Regions from separate parts of the Mus musculus genome. Here regions 1 and 3 are each linked to region 2. A link is a contact called in public HiChIP or PLAC-seq data. All regions are on one chromosome and are shown on one strand. Each heading gives the region's core, a stretch centred on a gene start, on an enhancer-like site or on the middle of the called end of the contact. The rest is flanking DNA. Distances are from core to core; before and after follow the strand shown. Region 1 overlaps Tbl1xr1 (transducin (beta)-like 1X-linked receptor 1). Region 2 overlaps Gm31813 (a long non-coding RNA gene). Region 3 overlaps Tbl1xr1 (transducin (beta)-like 1X-linked receptor 1).

Evidence for each region. HiChIP or PLAC-seq counts read pairs in DNA pulled down with a chosen protein or histone mark.
Region 1: a BATF HiChIP or PLAC-seq map of CD8 T cells shows a contact between it and region 2, with 9 read pairs. The contact joins two enhancer-like sites. A contact is called at or near these places in 1 of 484 Hi-C or Micro-C datasets (group 2 innate lymphoid cells), 3 of 115 datasets of contacts at active chromatin or transcription factors (CD8 T cells, embryonic stem cells and pancreatic cancer cells) and 2 of 9 other capture datasets (adipose tissue and liver).
Region 3: a BATF HiChIP or PLAC-seq map of CD8 T cells shows a contact between it and region 2, with 15 read pairs. The contact joins two enhancer-like sites. A contact is called at or near these places in 1 of 484 Hi-C or Micro-C datasets (liver) and 8 of 115 datasets of contacts at active chromatin or transcription factors (CD8 T cells, embryonic stem cells, extraembryonic endoderm stem cells and 4 more).

Annotation. Positions count from the first base shown.
Region 1 is chr3:22,203,076-22,205,775 of GRCm38.p6, forward strand. Tbl1xr1 (transducin (beta)-like 1X-linked receptor 1) reads left to right here. Exons shown (of 16, transcript NM_030732.3): 13 at 22-149; 14 at 752-917. Among named protein-coding and RNA genes, the nearest start is that of Tbl1xr1, 130 kb to the left of the region's middle. Within about 2 kb of position 1,321, at least 3 of the 459 cell types and tissues checked have an H3K27ac peak or open chromatin away from gene starts, as enhancers often do. A contact at or near this core is called in CD8 T cells, where this site is marked.
Region 2 is chr3:21,957,417-21,960,116 of GRCm38.p6, forward strand. All of the region lies in intron 1 of Gm31813 (a long non-coding RNA gene), which reads right to left. Among named protein-coding and RNA genes, the nearest start is that of Gm31813, 5.6 kb to the right of the region's middle. Within about 2 kb of position 1,410, at least 45 of the 459 cell types and tissues checked have an H3K27ac peak or open chromatin away from gene starts, as enhancers often do. A contact at or near this core is called in CD8 T cells, where this site is marked.
Region 3 is chr3:22,089,440-22,092,139 of GRCm38.p6, forward strand. The region is part of intron 1 of Tbl1xr1 (transducin (beta)-like 1X-linked receptor 1); the gene reads left to right. Among named protein-coding and RNA genes, the nearest start is that of Tbl1xr1, 14 kb to the left of the region's middle. Within about 2 kb of position 1,317, at least 133 of the 459 cell types and tissues checked have an H3K27ac peak or open chromatin away from gene starts, as enhancers often do. A contact at or near this core is called in CD8 T cells, where this site is marked.

The sequences.
Region 1 (2,700 bases), core at 71-2,570, 250 kb after region 2:
ACATTTTTTCTTTTGATTTAGATCTGGAGTATGAAGCAAGATAACTGTGTCCATGATTTGCAAGCACATAATAAAGAAATTTATACTATTAAGTGGAGTCCAACAGGACCAGGGACAAATAATCCAAATGCCAACCTTATGCTAGCAAGGTGATGTGTCTGTTTCACTTTTCCTGTTGAGTTTCTCATGCATAAAACTTTTGGGAAAAAATGGCAGAAAACAGGGAACATATCTTGAGGTGGATATATTTCAGTGGGAAACTTTAAACATGGGTTTTTAATATTAGAATTTCAGGACTTAATGCTTTTTTGTATCTATTGATATAAAATCCAATATGAATAAAACCCAATAGTTAGGTTTTGCATATTGACCCACACTTAAAATCCTACACTTAAGTCAGTGTGCCTGAAATCAACATGGGCTCTATAGTGAGACTCTATTTCAGTTAACAGCAGATCATTTGGGCATAGGATAATAAAAGTCCATCAGCAACCTTTTTTTTTTTTTTTTTAAAAAAAAAGAGAGAGATTCAGAACCAAGGACCAATAATCAGGATTGTTGGGAGTTACCTGAGTGGGCAGGGGTCAGGGCCTTCCGTCCTTTTCATGTTTCCCTCCCAGTTTCCACACTATTTGAATTTTAGCCGTTTAGTTTGCTAGCCTCTTAGGATGGGCAGAATGTGGGAGGCTAGGGGCAAGGCCAAGAGAGTATTTGATTGCTTATAAAATTATTTTCCTTTTCCATTTTTTAGTGCATCCTTTGATTCTACAGTTAGGTTATGGGACGTAGACAGAGGGATTTGCATCCATACTTTGACAAAACATCAAGAGCCCGTGTACAGTGTGGCTTTTAGTCCTGATGGCAGGTATCTGGCAAGTGGTTCTTTTGACAAGTGTGTGCACATCTGGAACACACAGGTACGTCCCATTAATTTAAGCTGCACTTACTAAAGAAGCATTTACCGATTTACTTATATTTTTGTTTTTCTTTATGTGATATCAATGTGATGCTTAGTTTTAAGAATCTAAGAACACTTTGGGGCATTTTATAGCTGAATCAACACTGACTGAAAGTTGCATTTTATGTGCAAAGTCAATTTAGAAATAGATGTCTTTTTTTACTTGAGCAGCATAGTATATTTGAAATGAAGCTTACGGTGAACTTAACCTTTCTTGAGGTTAAAGGACAAGATCTCTTTAGTGACTTCACACTTGGTTGGCTGCCTTTTCAGGGATGGCAAGGAGCTACCCCCAAATAGAAGCCAGTTTGTTGCTTTTGCTTTCACTTTTCTTTATAGCTTTTGTGCCCTATGAACTGCCCTATGTTCCCCAGGTCTGCGTTGGTGTAGTGCATACTAATACATTACAGGCTGCCATTTCCTGATCTGTACTAGATTCCCACTATATTTTATTTGATGCGTTACTTGCTCTAAACCATTTATATTTGAGTATCTTTCATTAAATTCTATATCTGATGGCTCAGGAAGGGCCATAGTGAGGAGCTTTTGGCCATCTTTGCCTTCATGGCCAACAATGACTTTTCTTCTTAGCTCTCTTGCATCTTTACTGCACAAAGCACCATGCTTCTGGCTCATACTCAGCAGGAGTCCAGTTCAGGGAGGGTTCAAGCTTACATTATTATGTGAAATGAAGCTGAGTATCCTTATGTACTTCAGTAAGTAGGCTGACTTCTTCAGTAAGTAGTTTTGAAAATTCTCTTGAATTTTACTTTAAAAAACTAGCATTTAAACTAAAGAACACCATTATGGCACTTTGTGCTTTGATTTTTTTTTGGGGGGGGGAGGGGGTTGAGACAGGGTTTCTCTGCGTAGCCTTGGCTGTTCTGGAACTCACTTTGTAGACCAGACTGGTCTTGAACTCTGAAGTCTGCCTGCCTCTGCCTCATTAAAGGTGCTGGGATTAAAGGCGGGCGCCACCAAACCCGGCTGCTTTGATTTTTTTATTAAGCCTGTTTCCTGCGCCTCTCGGTGACTCTGCCCTCCCTTCCCTTCCCTTCCCCCAGCTGCTGTTCCAGCCTCATGCTGTCCTCTCTCCTCATTAAGACCACTCTAAGCCCTCTCATAAACCCGTCTCTAGCTTCATGACATGCACTCCAACCTACATTAATAAACGCTAACTAATGCAGTATATTCATGAGAGGAAACGTATTTGTCATTTGAGTCTGGCATATTTTGCTTAATAATACTTCCCAGTTCTACCGATTTTCCTGTAAAATATTATGGTTATTTTTCCTCTAAGGTTACATAACATTCCATTGTGTATGCATGTTTCTTCTGCTCTCGTTATTCATGTGTTGATTCTCATCTTGAATAGTACAGCTGTGTACATGTTTCTGTGGTGTATTGACTGGGTCCTTCATTTCATCTGTGTGCTTGGGGCACAGCTCCTCTGTTTCTGTCACTTACTCTAGGACCCTCCATAGTGAATTCTGCAGTGTTGTACTAGTTTGCACTCCTTCCAGCATGTTAGCACTTTTTTCCTGACAGCCATTCTGTCTGGGGTAATTAGAAGCTCAAAGTAGTTTCAGTTCACCTTTCTCTGATGGCCAGGGGTTTTGAAAACATAGAAAAACACTTGTTGGCCATATCTGTCATTTGCTTCTTTGGTTCACTTTGGGTGAACAAATTGACTGGATTAGCTACCTTTGTGGTGGGGGTTTTTTAAAAGATGTATTCTGACT
Region 2 (2,700 bases), core at 160-2,659:
ACTGCTGCTGCTGCTCTTGGTGGTCATCTCATGGTACTGGCATCTCCAAAACACTGCATGACCCCTTCAGCCCTGGGCCATCAATTGCAACTGAGGCTGCACTTTCACCAATGGCCTTCCATGGCCTCTCACAGTGCCAAGCCTCAGCTGCTCTGCGTGACCCCTTCATGCCTTCAAAACCAGTACCACCTGGATGACCCTTACACCCCAAGTCCTGCTGCAGCAGGAGTACAACCTTGGCTATCTCTGGAACACAGCCACTTTGTGGTTTCAGAAAACACTTCCCAGAAGATGTCACCTCAATGATGCTGGTCTCTTCTTAATCACCGCTAATTTCTTAGCTCCAGCTAACCAGCATCAATAGTCCCAGTAATGCAAAGGTTTTGCTTTAATAGTTCTGGTATCTTGTTAATCCCAGCTGATTTTTCAGCCCCAGCTAACCAGAACTACAGAATCTTCACAATCAAAACAGCAATGGCCCTGAAAAGAGTCTTAAATTTTCCCTCTGAAGTTTCACAAGCCAGACCTCCATCTTCTGCACTGTTCTCAACATTATCTTCCAAGCTCCTACACAACATCTGGCTGAGCTCTTAACAACGAATGGATCTTCAAGCTCAAAGTTCCAAAGTCCTTCCACAATCCTCCCCAAAACATGGTCAGGTTTTCACAGGAATACCCCACTATGCTGGTACCAACTTCTGTATTAGTCAGGGTTCTCTAGAGTCACAGAACTTATGGATAGTCTCTATATAGTAAAGGAATTTATTGATGACTTACAGTCTGCAGTCCAATTCCCAATAATGGTCAGTCGCAGCTGTAAATGGAAGTCCAAGGATCTAGCAGTTACTCAGTCCCACACAGCAAGCAGGCGAAGGAGCGAGAGCAAGACTCCCTTCTTCCAATGTCCTTATATGGTCTCCAGCAAAAGGTGTAGCCCAGATTAAATGTGTGTTCCACCATAACTTTAATCCCAGATGATCTTGAACTCGGAGAACTCTCTGTCTTAATCTTCTGGAATCCATAGCCACTATGCCTCAAGATCTCCATACCAAGATCCAGATCAGAAACTTCTATCTCCTAGCCTCCAGGGTCACTGGTGAGCCTTCCAATTCTGGATTGTAGTTCATTCCAAATATAGTCAAGTTGACAACCAGGAATAGCCACTACACATGGTAAGTCCTACGCTGGGCACTCTGTAAACAAGCTTCTTCGAACTTTAGAGCTAGGTGCTATGCTTGTTCTCATTTTATAAGTGGGGGCTCTGAGAGATAAGGAAGCCTGCCCAGGCTGAGGATGACAGAGTTAAGGCAATAACCCAAGCAGTACGATTGCCACACTAACAGCCTGTTGGAGGCAGTGGCAGTCTTTTTCAGTGTAGGAGGGGTGTGCTTCTGGAGCCGTTGGTGACTTTTGCTCTAGTGATGCACTTTACAGTTTGAAAAGTCAAATGATGTCACTTAGCACAGTGCAAGCTGTTCAAACTAGCTTCTGGACCTCAAGGGAGTCAAGATTTGCTCACTGTTTGGGTCCCTAGTCATGAGATCACAGGAGCACTCCTCTTTAGAGCCCTTGAAGACCCAACCTACGGATACCCAGGATCCTAAGCCCAGAAAAGTGCTTGTGGGGGTTGGCCAGGGAGACATGTTTACATTGATTGGCCCAAATACAATCACATGGGCACATACGTGTCATCTATCTGCATCCTCAAATGGAACAGAGAACTGAAACCCTGGGGATTGATAGCAGCATTAGCTTCAGGGATAAACTCCTTTAGTGGGATTTTTATTGAATTCCTTATTTCTCTGATACCCAACACTTTATTTATTTATTATTATTATTATTTTAGAATGCTTTAAGGAATACTGTCTGAAGATTCCCCCAAATCATCGTTCTTCAGTTATTTTAGACAGTGCACCCTGTACCAAAATGTGTCACTCTTCTCTCTCAAGCTGCCTCGGGAACACCACTCCAATATCTACTCATGTGGCATTAGTTTTGAGGCACTTAAAAAAAAATTCTATGAATCTATCACTCCACCCAATGTCTACTGAGAGGAGGTAGCACTGACTTTTCTTGTTGCTATGACAAAATATTCAGCGAAAGCAGCTTAACGAAGGGCAGTTTTTTCTGGCTCCTGATCCAAGGGCTCCAAGTGCACTGAGGCAGGGAAGGCCTGGGGGGAGCATGAGGCAGTCCTTCACATTTAGGCCTCTGTCAGGAAGTGTGGATGCCAGAGTTTAGCTGGCTTCCTCCTTTTTATTCAGTCAGGTCCTTCTACCTGTGGGAATCCAAATTCACGGGGTGGGTCTTTCCATCTCAGGCAATCTAATCTAGAAATCCTCTCAGATTAGGCCCAGAGGTTTGCCTTCTAGGTGATCCTAGAGCCAGTCAAGTAGACAGGCAATACTAACAGCAACAGAGAAGAAACTTCTCTCAGGTCTTAGCCTAAGAACCAAGCTTCTTTTGAGTTAAATTTTCTTTTTAAAAATCATTCTATATACTGGATTATTGACCCATGTCCTATTTCCAATTTTGCTTATGCCATTAGGAGTCTCAGAGCCCCTGTTCTCTAGACATAGAGCACGGTCTGTCCAATGTTTTGTAATTTTCCTATCAGAAGCAATGTTCCTCTCACTCTAACTGTTCCTCTTATTTCTTTTGTAGTTTTCACATTTTAGGAAGGGAACTTCAAGACCATTG
Region 3 (2,700 bases), core at 67-2,566, 130 kb after region 2:
TACAAGTGTTTCCCTTGGAGCCCCTGATCAAGTTCAAACTGCAGACTCTGCTCATACTGAATTGGTGAGGCTTTCTAAATGAAGTGAGTATTTCTGGTCCTTCCAGAACCTTGTCTCTTTGAAGGTCATATAGGCCCAGAAAAGAGGTTGGTCTAGCACTTCCTTGCTCCTCTGACTCATGGTGTTCAAAGTATAAGATTATCAGGTTCTGCTTGGGTGTCCTGTTTTGAAGGTAGGGCCACCTATGGAATCTTTTTTTTTGGGGTGTGGGATGGGAGGTTGGAACAGCTCAGATATGCTGTTAAAACCAGGAATATTCCCAAAACCAGGGTAAAGAAGACTTGGATCTGAGGTTACTAGTTATAGCTGATTGAATCATTGTCTGGTCTTCTGTGTTGGTTCTTGACTCCCTGTTCTTTGTAATCTGGATCCTCACTAAACCATTTCTCTTTGGTTCTGGTCTTATGTGAGCTCTTGGTCCACCATATACCTCAGGTGGTCTTTCCTTTCACTGCGGTGCACGTGTAAGGCTTTGAGGCTATGCAGTGCACAAGTCATGCATTCTGTCTCCTGCTGACTTTTGAAGTCACTTGCTGTGTCATGGAAGGAACTTCACTTTCATTTTGGGTCTGTGTTGAATGTTGACTGATGGCAGAGCTCTTTCATTTCATGGTTCTGAGTGGAAACAAAACAGATGGAAGAGGAAAGAGAGGGTTAGAGTTGGGAGAAAGAAATAGAAGTGGCTCTCACGCTTGTGAGCTGGACATGACCTTAGCTACTGATGCATACTTCCTAGATAATCCAAAACTACTGGAGATGTGTGGAGTAGAGGGATGTGTAGAAGTTAACTGAGCTGTCAAGATCTGGTGTTTTCAAATAATCGTCAGAAAGGAATGTTTTGATTATTTCTTCAGAACCAGATCTGCATTTGAGAAACAGGGTTTCTAGTTTACAAATGAACTAAAGTGATTGCCACAGTACTTCACTGATATTTTCAAAGAATTAAAAATTCACCAGTAAATTTTAATTAGGAAGGAAATTGCACTGAGAAGTGTGTTCTGGCACTTTGCCCTGGTGTTGCTCTGTGTGGCAGTCAGGAGGAATTTGTTCCTTTGGGCTCTTCCTCTTGTAGCCTCCTGTCCCTTTGGGTGTGTAACTTGACCCCTGAGGCTGCACTCTGCTTGCTTGTGGATGTGTTTTTGAACTTGTTAATTCTCAATCTCTTTGCTTTTTGGGTCAGCTCTTGTGCAGCACAGGCTGGCGAGCTTCATGGCTCCTTTATCTTTTTTGTGTTTGTCAAATGACTCAGACTTCTGGATGGGTACCCTGGTAGGTTGCTCCCTTTGTTTTGACAAAGTGGCATAGATGATTTCTACAAGTTGAGAAGTGCGGTGTTCCCCCCCCCCCCCAAGTAGTTTACTATTAACTTTAAGCAAACATGACGTCGGCCAGTGAGGTAAGGTCGCTTTCCTCCAAGACTCATAGTCTGAGTCCATAAGAATGCCATGTTGGAATGAGAGAAAGGACTTGGTGAAGCTGTCCTCTGACCTGCACTTGTGCACAGTGGCACTCTGCCCACATGCACGTAGGACATGACACCTGTGTACATGGTGTTACGTACTGGCTGTGGTTTGAAGCTGCCTGAGGAGGGCTCAAGTGTCAGTGTGGATAGTGGAATGAAAGCTGCTGAGTTCAGGAATAAAGGAAAGTTTGGAATCATTTAATTTACTGACTTCCATTCCTTGCAAAATACCACATATATCTCATGGGTTTAAGTAGCGTGGAAATTTGAGGACAAGCTCAAAAGAATGGCTCAGGGTGTGGAAAACAGGGAAGTTGAGTGGCTGTAACAAGACAGCTGCTCTGGCTTCTGCACCCTGTCCTCCTGGTTCTTGTTTTGCCTGAGCAGCAACAGTAGAGCTCATGAACCGGAGCAGCTCAGGAGGCTACTGAGTTCTTGCTTACTCTTCAGGGATGTTTGGCCGACCAGCTTTTCAGTGTCTCCCCTTTCACCCCATTTTGCCTTTTTAGGAGAGTGCCCCACACTATAGTCCTGCTGGCCTGGAAAACGATATGAAGACTAGTTTGCCCTCACACTTGCATTTATGCCCCTGCCTCAGCTTCTGCCTCCCTTGTATTGGGAGTACTCTAAGGGCTCCAGGCTTTTTGTCTTTTACTGCATTGGTACCCCTGGGATTGGATTCTGCTCAAGTCTTGTTCAGCAGTCTCAAACAGTCTGGTTTTTGTTTTTCTACCTGAAATTAAACATTTTTCTCATGAGAAGTTAGCCACTAAAATTTTTATTAGTGTCTTAATTTGGATCATTGATTTTGGTAATGTTTGTTTTAAAGTTGTGTAAGGTTCCATATTCGCTAAAGAATGATACCCTGGACTCAAATAGTATGTAAACACAGAGTGTTTTATTTTGTAGAAGTCCAACATGCTGGGGTTTCCCAATACCGGAACCTTGCAGGTCTGGTTTAAAGCACATTAGTAACTTCCAGGGTCAGTGACCCTTATGGTAATCTGTTGGCTGGAAACTTCTTAGGAGATGTCTGGAAACCGCTGCTGTCCTTGCCTCAGGCCAGGTGACAGACCTGGAGTTGCCCAGATCTTGGAAACAGATTCAGGTCTAGTCTCTTTTTAGGTAAGTACACTGTAGCTGACTTCAGACATGACAGAAGAGGGAGTCAGATCTCA